Regions from separate parts of the Sus scrofa genome. Here all the other regions are linked to region 3. A link is a contact called in public Hi-C and HiChIP or PLAC-seq data. All regions are on one chromosome and are shown on one strand. Each heading gives the region's core, a stretch centred on a gene start, on an enhancer-like site or on the middle of the called end of the contact. The rest is flanking DNA. Distances are from core to core; before and after follow the strand shown. Region 1 overlaps LOC110257245 (a long non-coding RNA gene). Region 2 has its middle 320 kb from the start of ADAMTS6. Region 3 overlaps CWC27 (CWC27 spliceosome associated protein homolog). Region 4 overlaps ADAMTS6 (A disintegrin and metalloproteinase with thrombospondin motifs 6).

The links. A called contact is a pair of places that touch in the nucleus more often than the background predicts. HiChIP or PLAC-seq counts read pairs in DNA pulled down with a chosen protein or histone mark.
Region 1: a contact with region 3 is called in an H3K27ac HiChIP or PLAC-seq map of alveolar macrophages. The contact joins two enhancer-like sites. A contact is called at or near these places in 1 of 47 Hi-C or Micro-C datasets (mesenteric adipose tissue) and 1 of 2 datasets of contacts at active chromatin or transcription factors (alveolar macrophages).
Region 2: a contact with region 3 is called in an H3K27ac HiChIP or PLAC-seq map of alveolar macrophages. The contact joins two enhancer-like sites.
Region 4: a contact with region 3 is called in a Hi-C map of embryonic fibroblasts, with 1.6 times the contacts expected there. The contact joins two enhancer-like sites. A contact is called at or near these places in 1 of 47 Hi-C or Micro-C datasets (embryonic fibroblasts) and 1 of 2 datasets of contacts at active chromatin or transcription factors (alveolar macrophages).

The regions. Positions count from the first base shown.
Region 1 is chr16:43,658,120-43,660,819 of Sscrofa11.1, forward strand. All of the region lies in intron 2 of LOC110257245 (a long non-coding RNA gene), which reads right to left. Among named protein-coding and RNA genes, the nearest start is that of CWC27, 310 kb to the left of the region's middle. Within about 2 kb of position 1,437, at least 6 of the 83 cell types and tissues checked have an H3K27ac peak or open chromatin away from gene starts, as enhancers often do. A contact at or near this core is called in alveolar macrophages, where this site is marked.
Region 2 is chr16:43,690,233-43,692,932 of Sscrofa11.1, forward strand. No RefSeq gene overlaps it. Among named protein-coding and RNA genes, the nearest start is that of ADAMTS6, 320 kb to the right of the region's middle. Within about 2 kb of position 1,304, at least 9 of the 83 cell types and tissues checked have an H3K27ac peak or open chromatin away from gene starts, as enhancers often do. A contact at or near this core is called in alveolar macrophages, where this site is marked.
Region 3 is chr16:43,527,778-43,530,477 of Sscrofa11.1, forward strand. It overlaps CWC27 (CWC27 spliceosome associated protein homolog), which reads left to right. Exons shown (of 14, transcript NM_001243923.1): 13 at 164-267. Among named protein-coding and RNA genes, the nearest start is that of CWC27, 180 kb to the left of the region's middle. Within about 2 kb of position 1,289, at least 17 of the 83 cell types and tissues checked have an H3K27ac peak or open chromatin away from gene starts, as enhancers often do. A contact at or near this core is called in alveolar macrophages and embryonic fibroblasts, where this site is marked.
Region 4 is chr16:43,752,008-43,754,707 of Sscrofa11.1, forward strand. The region is part of intron 19 of ADAMTS6 (A disintegrin and metalloproteinase with thrombospondin motifs 6); the gene reads right to left. Among named protein-coding and RNA genes, the nearest start is that of ADAMTS6, 260 kb to the right of the region's middle. Within about 2 kb of position 1,339, at least 5 of the 83 cell types and tissues checked have an H3K27ac peak or open chromatin away from gene starts, as enhancers often do. A contact at or near this core is called in alveolar macrophages and embryonic fibroblasts, where this site is marked.

The DNA of each region.
Region 1 (2,700 bases), core at 187-2,686, 130 kb after region 3:
AAAAAAGTAAAAATAGACCTACCACATGATCCAGCAATATCACTCCTAGGTATAGATCTGGAAAGACAAAAACTCTAATTTGAAAAGATAGATGCACCCCAATATTCAAAGCACTATTTACAATACCCAAGACATGGGAGCGACCTAAATGTCCATCAACAGATGAATGAATAAAGAAGATATGGTATATTACTCAGCCATAAAGGAATGAAATGGAATATTACTCAGCCATAAAAGAATGAAATGTCACTTGCAGCAACATGCATAGACCTAGGGATTATCACACTAAGTGAAGTAAGTCAGAGAAAGACAAACATCATATGATATCACTTATATGTGAAATCTTAAAAAAAAAAAGATGCAAATGAACTTATGTCCAAAACGGAAAAAGATTCATAGACATAGAAAACAAACTTATGATTACCAAAGGGAAAACACTGGTGGGAGGAAATGCAAATTAGGAGTTTGGGATATATATAAAATAGATAACCAACAAAGACCTACTCTGCAGGATAGAAAACTATACTCTATTTTATAATAACTTATAATGGAAAAGAATTTGAAAAAGAATATATCTGTATAACTAAACCACTGTGTTTTACTCCTGAAACATGATATATATTATAAATCAACTACACTTCAATTAAAAAAAAAGAAAGGATTTACTTTCTCACAGTTCTGGAGGCTAGAAATCCAAGATCAAAGTGTCAGAAGCCTTGGTTGCTTCTGAGGGCTGTGAAGGAGAATCAGTTCCATGCCTCTCTCCTTGCTTCTGGCAGCCTCAGTCATTCCTAGGCTTGTATGTGATGTTCTCCCTGGGTCTTCATGTTGTCTTTCCTCTCTACAAGTCTATATACCTCCAAATGTACCCTTTTTATAAGGACACCAGTTGTTTCGGGTTAAGGCTCACTCTAGTGACCCCATCTTAACTTGATCATCTACAAAAACTGTATTTCCAAGTAAGGTCACATTCACAGGGACTCAGGGTTAGGACTTCATCTTTTTAGGGGAGGGACACAATTCAATCCTTAATACAACCCTTGACCTGTCAACTTGAAAATGATTAGTTATTAGTGAAGCAAACCAGGAATTTCAGGCATGGGTGTGTGACACAATCTGCTTAAGGAACAACATGCTTCTCAGTAACCATGGTTGAAGAATAAGGAAAAGTAAGGAAGTAGGAAGAGCTACTAAAAAAGTAGGGAGATCTCAAAATGCTGCAACAGAGTTGAACTTTTATTCTATAGGCGATGGGGAACCAAAAGAAAGCTTCCGGCCTTTGGTGACATGGTCAGGTTTTCAGCTCCCGAGAAGCAAGATGTAGAGTAGCCTGAGTTGGCTTTGGAGCCAAGTCACCAGTTAAGAGGCCACTACCTTGGTCTCAGTGGGAGATAATGAGAGCCTGAGTAAGGATGACTAAGGGTGGAGGAAATGAGAGTCACAAGGAAATGATGACAGATGCCAACCCTGGAGCTTGTTTAAATCCTAGGCTTGTTGCTCAGTCCACTTATGTGGGGAAATACCTACCTCAGGGGGAGCACATTAGCCTTGAGGGTTGTGTTCCTTCAAGGACAGAAAGTCTGGTCCAAAAAGAGAGCAAGACAAAGGGGGCACTTCCCCTCTACACCAACCCCTGGAAACCAACCTACAGAGCTGACTGGCAAAATTCAGACAAAGCAGCAGCAGGAGAAACACTCAAGACTCTCCTGGGATTCAGATCAAAGAACAAAGAGGAAGAACCTGGATTGAAGGGCAGTCTCTATCTAACCAGAAACTTTAGGAATTAATTCAGAATCTTATCTTCCCCAAACCTTGGAGGTAAGCCAGCTCTTAAAGAAAGGTATTGGAAGAAAAACACCCAAGTATCAAATGGCTCAGCAGATCTGATAAACATGTGTGCTCTCTGAGAGGTTGGACTGCTCTGGACACCCTGTCATGTCTGGGGAGTTAGAGGGGATTGTTCTAATTTGTGTTCAATCTCACTTTTTGTAAGCCCTTGGTTCTGCATCCACTCACCTACTGAACACAAGGTAAGGCAGCATTGGACTATGGTAAGGCCTTCCTGGAGGAGGTGCAGGAAATCCCAGCTACGCATGGGTCTCATCTGGTCCCTTGAGTCAAAGCCAAAGTCCTCTCCTGGGGAGAGGGGACAGATGGACTTGAAAGGCAAAGAGAAATGATATGGCAATGAGAAATGAGAACTTTTTCATCATCTCAGCCTGCTAACTTAGATATTTTTTCTGTAGAAGGCCAGATAGTAAATATTTTAGGTTTCATGGGCCACATGCAGTCTCTATCTCCTTTGCTTTCAGTGGCTTTTTTTTTTTTTTTTAACAATGCTTTAAAAATATAAACAATCATTTTTAGATTTGGACTGTACAAAAGTAGGCTGAAGGTCACAGCTTGCCAACCCCTGGCTTAAAGCAGACCCCTGATGCCACAGACAGAAACAGATAGGCAATTTGTTTTGCTTAATACTTTGAAGACATCTGAGTTTTCTATTCTCACCTCTTCCTACCACAGAGTCTGATTAATTGGATTCTTGCAGGTAGCTGATTTGTTTGAGCGCTAAGAATTCAGGAGCAAGGCTTGTGTGGCCCGCCCCCCTGATGAACATCAGGGTCTCAGGACCACCATGAGTGTCTTCCACTCACTGCCCTAAAGCCGTGCACACTATTCAGGAGAGAGGAGCCCCACCAA
Region 2 (2,700 bases), core at 54-2,553, 160 kb after region 3:
TCCACCATTCTCAACATGCCAAGTCTCCATCGACTGGCAACCCTTGGCTTTGTACTTTATCCTTTTCGGTGTTTGATGAATTTTTTTAAAGAACTAAGGATCTTGCCTCTTTGGTTAAACTAGTTGGTTTCCATTTCTTTTCTTCAGGATAATTCAGAGTATTGATTTTCTCTGTGTTGATGATCGACTTGGCAGCCATGCCTGTGGGGAAGCTATTTAGTTTTCTCCCTGTTTTGAGTTGGTTCAAGATATTTCAAACTGTCCCAGACTCACTGAATGGAGGCACTTACAGGGGTTTGGAGCCACGTGCTCATTTTCAGAGAGGTCTGAGCTGGGCCAGCCAGGTGTGGAGTCTGTTCTCTGCCAGCTGTAATCCAGCATGTCAGATGATGATCTGGGCACTGGGGTGGGGGGGGATGAGGTCTGTCCTGTTTGTCACCTGTGCAGACCACACATCAGGAGAACAGAGGTGTCTGTCTGCTTTCCTCCAGCTGAGAACACCGCCTGGGGCCATTTTCATTGCTACCCCTTTGAGGAAAGCTCTCCGTTTCACATAGCCAACTGCTGCCAACTTGAATTTAAAGCCAAACCATGTTGTGCTGTAGAAAGTTTTGGATGTTTGACAGGTGACATTGTATCAGAAGACTCCTGAGAAGGAGGCAAGAGGTCTGAAAAATGCCACTCTTGGCTGGGAGGCAGGAAACAAACTCTGGGGCTATTTGTACCATACGACCACAGAAAAGCTGATTCATACCTCCATAACTCAACTTCTCCTTCTCAAAAATGGGGATGATGCTGTTCCTCAAATCTTCCTGAGACCACTGCGCAGTGGCAGGAGCTGTGTTCAGAAGTACCTGAGCCTTGTGGCATAAAAGCTCCCTGCTCATAAACAGGAATGATTATTTATCATTTTTTACTACTTCACAACCAGGCCAGGCTTTGATTTCTGGCGGAATCCCATTTCCCTCCTCTTGGACTGAGTGCGTGAACTCTTCAGGGAGCCAGTTTGTCCACCCCCGCCCCCACTTCCCCTGAAGGACCTCTGGCTCATCAAATGATATTTATTGACCAGCCTCATGCACAGGGCACACTACTGGCAGCTTAGACTGCAAACCCTCCAAGCACAGACTGTTTCTAACTCTGTGTTCAGTACAGCAACTAGAAATTAGCAGCAATCAAGAATAAGTTGAGGTCATCCTCTTGGGCTATTTTCTGTCTGGCAAGTGTGTGCATACAGGCTTCTGCCACAGGCCTTTTCAGCAAAAACCCTCTCTCATTCCCTCTGTCTGCTCTGCAGCCCAGGGGACAGCAGCCTGCACTTTTGTGGGCGGCAGCTGCTCTCATAACTGTACCCATTTTGGGCAGACACTGAGGGAACAGGCAAGAATTCCTGTAGAGTCAGATTGGGAAAGAAAGGATCTGCTCTGGATTTAGCAACTTGCACATCTCAAGTAAGAGGAGAAAAAGTCTGAATACTGGAAGAAAGAAGACAGCAAAGAACAATGGAGGTATAATTATATGAGCTGAGGAGGAAAGTTGAGGGATGGGGCTATGGTGAAGCACATTCTCTCCACTCCAGGTTTGGACACCCCTGTCTGTCTGAAGCAATGGCCTTTCCCTTCTGATGCTCTGGCAAGAGTGGCAGGATTTTCCCATGCGCTCATTGGGATGGGCTGTTTTCATTTCTCTAGATAAATTTGGAGAAAGACAGATTTCACAAAGGAATTTCAGAATAGTCACCCTCAGCTAGGACCAGGCTCACAAGATTGGGCAGCCAGGCATGCGGCAGGGAAGATCATTCTATCTAGGGTACTGTTTTCAGGAAGCATCCTCCCTACTAGGGGGAAGAAGGGGAAAGGGTTATAGAGAGAAGAGAAGGTAGGGAAACAGGATCATTTGTGCTAATATGTCAACATTTTCTTCTTGTTCTTGGTGTGGGTGTGTGCTGCCAGTGTACTCAAATGACCCTCCAAATCAGAAACCATCCAAGCAATGCCCAGTGGACAAGCCAATCTAATGGCAGAAAGCAAAAAGAAAGGGCCAACCACCATCATCCATCATCATCCATCACCATCACCCATCTCTAGAACTTTTTCATTTTCTCCAACTAAAACTCTTACTCTCCCTCCCTGACAACCACCTTTCTACTTTCTGTCTGTATGGATTTGACCCTTCTAGGTACCTCATTCAAGTAGAGTCATATGGTATTTGTCTTCTTGTGACTGGCCTGTTTCACTGAGCATAATGTCCTCAAGCCTCACCCATGTTGCAGCAGGTGTCACAATTTCCTTCCTTTTTAAGGTTGATAATATTCCTTTGTATGTATGTATCACATTTTGTTTTTCTGTTAATTGACACTTAGGTTGAACATGGGTGTATAAACATCTTGAGTTTCTGCTTTCAGTTCTTTGGGGTATATAACCCAGATGTGAATCTGCTAGAAAACATATAGTTCTATGTTTAATTTTTTTTGAGGAATGCCCATATTGGTTCTCATATATTGCAGCCTTTCTTATCTCTGAGGTTCTGGTAAGCAGAGACTTGTGCTCTTGATAACTTATCTCTGTTTTTCCCAGAGCCACTTACTCAGTCCCTCGAACTGCTTCTTCCCATGTTTGAGAATATTAGTGAGAATTTTTAGGATTTTGTTGACTCACCTTCTTTTCTGAATATCAGTTATTGACAGGCAGGTGCAAAGTT
Region 3 (2,700 bases), core at 39-2,538:
CACTGCTGCAGTTTGAAGGTGGTTTTGTTACTTTCATTTAAAATTAAAAATTTAAGTGTTTTACATCCTGGTAGGGTATTTTCTTTTCTACCAAATGTAAGTGTCTCTTCTGAAATTATATTTGTCCTTATCAGAAAACTTAGTAATCCATTTGTTATTTCAGACCCTTGCATTGCTGAACCAGTTTAAATCTAAACTCACTCAAGCAATTGCTGAAACTCCTGAAAATGACATTTCTGAAACTGAAGTAGAAGATGATGAAGGATGGTAAGGCCTTTGATTTCTTGATATTAACCACAAGCAAATGGGTTCAGAGTGGAGATACTATTAGGACATTTCTACTATATCCTCTTCCTTTTTTTTTTTTTTCTTTAGAATTTACCTTCAGCTATACACTCATCATTATAGGGCCTCAGCTCCCTTTCACTTCATTTCAGTTGAGTAAGCATTTATTGAGAGCTTGGTGTATTTCCACTATTGTGCTACCCAGTGGAAAATACACAGGAAACATATGACACTATCCCCACCCTAAATGACTTTCTAATATTTCTATTACTGTAGAAAAGATAAAGCTCTCTTTAAATAGCTAGAAAACAGCCTTAAAAGATTCTGAATCAGGAGTTCCCACTGTGGCACCACAAGATTGTCAGCATCTTGAGAGTGCTGGACGAAGGTTTGATCCCAAGCACAGCACAGCTGGTTAAGGATCCAGCGTCGACACAGCTTAGGTCACAACTACAGCTCTGATCTGATCCCTGGCCTGGGGAACTCCATATGCCACGGGGCAGCCAAAAAAAAGAAAGAAAGATTCTAAATCATTATTTGTACTTTCCCACAAACATTTTAGAACTCGCTAATCTGTTTCATAATTATACTAGGTTCCTCTTTAGATTTATGACCTACAGGATCCTACATAGTTAACCTACAGCAATACATACATAGTCAACTTATTTTTATCTTTGGATATTTTTCAACTTTTTAAGACGCTGATAAGAAATAAAGGGATTAATGACTTGTATGTGTCCTGTGCTTAGCACTTTATCCTATACTGGCAAAAAGGGAAGAAAAAGAAAAAGAAAAAAAAAAAAACTAAGAATGTGCTTTTGTCTTATCACACTCCTCTGTCCTCCAATTGACTTCACATGTAGTATATTAGGCCTCCCCACACCTAACTGCCTCCACCTCCCACTACACCCTGGCTCAGGCACATTGCTGCAAGCAAGCCAGTGGGTCACCCCCCACACATGACTCACCCTCTGGAGCCTCTGAACTGTCACATGTGCCATTACCCCAACCCAGAATCATAGCCTCACTTCTCTCTGCCAAACAGCATCTCGCCCCTATTTCAAAACTCTGTTTAACACTCCCATCCTCCAGGAAACCAGTCAGCAAGATTTGTTGAACACTCACAAATCTAGAGGGTGGAGGAAAGAGGGCTGGAACACACATTAAAAAAGACATAAAAACACTTATTAAGCAAACATTTAAGCAAATAAGACATTGAAACTATATATAATTTTAATCAAAGGGGCTGGGGGATGATGATTTGAATGGGATGAATCCTACCTACGTAAGACCTCGAAAGTACTTGTGTATTTCTCCATATATAATTTCTGTATGATCTGGGTTATGATTTTGTAAAAACCCTAGGTCTCTTTTAATAGATTTCTGTTGCTTATGTGTATCTGTGTTTATACTTGAAGTTGCTTCAGGCAGAAGCTGGCTCCTCCCATAGCTTTTTGCCAAAGGTGAAGGCTCAGTGAGTGTTGAATGGCCCATAGAGATAAATGCACACTGCACAGAAGAACTTTCTGTTTTTATATGACTGGACAGGTTCAGTTTTATTTTGGATTCCTTGAATGTCTCAAAATATCTTTCAAATGTTTTGAGTTCAGCCACCACACACACACACAAAAATGTTTTGCCAAGTCCTCTTCCCTTATTTTTGAATCCATATGCATTTTTTAAGGAAATATGATCCATGTGTTTCTGATTCATTTACACTTAACTCATCAAGATGGTGTTTTGTAAGAGCAGTTTGATGCCCAATAAGTTTTTTTAACCTTTTTATAAGCCATTTAAGTCCTTTTTTATTGAACAGGAAAGTCACCAACAAATTTAAACCCAGAAGTTTCATTTGAAACTCATAACCCACAGGATTCAAGTTTACTCTTAACTTGGCAAGACCATTTAACTTCCCAAGGTTCTTCCTAGCCCCTTGGTTCAGTATTCTCTCATTTTGAATTCCTCATTAGCAGTGGATATCAATTAGTGTTTTTAAAAGTGTCATTCTGTTTTTGATGTGATTTCATGATACAATCAATGTTCTAATGTCATTAGAAAGTTAAACAAATGGGAAACTTCTCAGCAGGGGAAAAAAGTCACTGGTCAGTGATCTTGTCTAGTTTCCCCATCTGGGGAAAACAAGGGAAGGGGAAATAAGGTGAAAGAGCCATTACCAGGTCGTCAAGGGGTTCCTTCTGCTTTCGGTTGTAGTCTCCTAACCAGAAAGTCAGAACTCTAGACCGTGTACCTGCACATTTTTTGTATTTGTCTAATCTAACATTAATTAAAACACCTTGAATATTCACTTGGAGTACATGGGACCTTTATATACAGCCTTTTTGTTGCAGTGTAGACCTCTGAAATTTTGTAACCTGATAAGCAAGAACATCATTTGTATTCATAAATAAACTAGTT
Region 4 (2,700 bases), core at 89-2,588, 220 kb after region 3:
ATGTGGTTCGGACCTGGCATTGGTGTAGGCCAGCAGGTGAAGCTCCAGCTTGACCCCTAGCCAGGGAACTTCCATATGCTATAGGTGTGGCCATAAAAAGAAAAAAATGTAATAGCAATAAAAAGAATCAATTGGACATTCCACTGTGGCTCTGCAGGTTAAGGACCCAACATAGTCTCCGTGAGGATGTGGGTTTAATTGCACTGGCCTCACTCAGTGGGTTAAGGATCAGGTGTTGCCAGAAGCTGCGGCACAAGGTGCTGATGTGGCCCTGATCCAGTATTGCTGTGGCTGTGGCACAGGCCTGCCGCTGCAGCTCCAATATGACCCATAGCCTGGGAACTTGCATATGCCACAGATGCGGCCATTAACCACCCCCCCAAGACTTCTCAGTTTTGATTTCAGCAAGTTACTTCACGTGAGTTTTATCTGCAAAATGGAAATAACAATAGAAATGCCTATCTTATGATGGTATTGAAAATGAGCAAATGAAACAGGATCCAGAGTTATTTAAAAATGGCATTAAAAAATGTTTCATAAACTGTAAAATTTTACTTGTAATTATATAGCTGAAATAGATACATTTATCATTAAAAAGACTAGTTCAATGTGCTTACAACTAAAATATGGATTATTACCTAAAAGATTTGTCTCTTGTTTTAATAGACATTTACTTTATGAAATCTAAATGTTTAACCCAATATTTTTGAAGTATGGTTTCTGAACCACTGTCACCAGCATCCTGGGAAATTTGATAGAAATGCAAATTTTTGGAGTCTGCCCCAAATTTACCAAATCAGAAACTGGAGGCAGAACCTAGCAATCTTATTTGAACAAGCTCTCCAAGTGATTCTGATTCAGGCTAAAACTTGAAAACCACACATCTAACAAAAAAAAGAGTATATAAAATTAAAATCAAAGGATGAATAAACATTATTATTTAAAACTTAAAAAGTCACAGTGCAAAGGCATATAAGCATGAATTACTACTAAAGAATACTCCTAAAGCTTCATATTTTAAAATAATACAATTCTCACTACCCAGCCAAGCATTATTATTTAACACATTAATCATGAATACAATAGTGGCATATAAATTTGGGAGTCACATTAATTGCAGAGTGTACAATAGTTTGGATAAGGAATAAAGAAACAAAATTCTAGTAGGAGTAACAATGGTTCAGAAAATAGTCAAGTTTTACTTCACTGGGCTCAGGTTTCTTTCAGAGAAAGAGTCACAACTGTATCTTAAAAATCACATTTATCCTGAAGACAACACCCTACAGCATCTCAATGTTCTTATTTAGTCTAAGGAAGTGTGTCATCACTGACTCAGAGAAAAGACCATTTCTTGGACTGAATCACAGCAATGCTTCCTGTAGCCTTAGATTTGTCATTGGGTCTGCTAAGCAACAGAAAAACAGGCTCGAAATTTCTTATCTTAAAAGATCTCATATGAGAAAACTATCCATATTCCCAAACTCAAAGTCCAAAGATACTGCCATTAATAAGACATATACACAATAGCACAGGCAAGAACATTGAGGAGTCTTGTGAGATGGCAACTAAAAGTTCTTTGAGAGCTTTCTTTTCCTCTTTTTCTATTTTAAAAAGTTTTGGTAGCCTCAAGATATCTAGCACCACCTTGGAAAGATGAGAGTGGAGTATCCCAATTAAGAACTCATCATAGTATTCATCCTTAGTTCCCGAGTGAAAACTAAGAAGAAATGATCTTTCCCTAAAGGACTCCTTAACTGTAGCTGAAGTTCCATTTAACATTACTGAGATAACTCTGGCTCTCTCTTTAAGATTCCTGAGTCCTAAGGGATTTGCCTCCTATAGTTAAAGAACTTGGGGTTAAAAGTGGGGGTATGTGTAGGAAGATTAATTCCAATAATTGGTATTAGTACTCTATATCCTAGGGAATATGTTGAAGTAAAGTATTCAAAGTAAAGAACACAAAAGAGAGGAACTTGATTTCACTAGCTATGCTAATCAAAATTACATTGTCTTTCCTTGGTAATCACTTTGCTCCACCTAATAAGAAAAGCAGCGATTCTAAACTCTCATCTTCCTCCCTGGAAAGAATAACACAAATATATAATTGCCAAAATGAGTAATTCTTTTTTCTCATTCACTTATCTGTAAACATTTATTGAGTTCCTATATATTCCAGACATTTTTCTAGGTGCAAAATGAGTCTAGAGAGATACATAAACTTCAGTGATGACGACATGGATTCTACGTGTCTAGAGCTAGGTTTAAGTTTCTCTCTCAATCAGGACCAGTGGTACTCAAAACTTGAGCGAGCATCAGAGTCACTTGGACAGCTTGTTAAAACACAGATTTCAGGGCCCTACCCAGAGAGATTCTGCTCAGTAGGTTTGAGATAGGACCCCAAAGTAAGCATTTCTAATAAATTCTCAGGTGACACTGATGCTGCTGGTCCAGGGACCACACTTTGAGAACCACTTACCAAGAAATGACAGCTCATCACACTATGCCTGCTCACTTTCAAACACTGTACATCTCTCTTCCAAATATCTAGGATCAATAGCTCCAGAAGAGAAGAAAGAAGTACAAATAACAAAGAGAAAATTCTCTTTCCAGGAGCTTTCCTCCCTCCCTGTTTTTCTTTTGTTTTATCCCCTAGCATAAGAAATCAGTCCTCTAATGTGGTTTCTCAATACAAGTGTTATA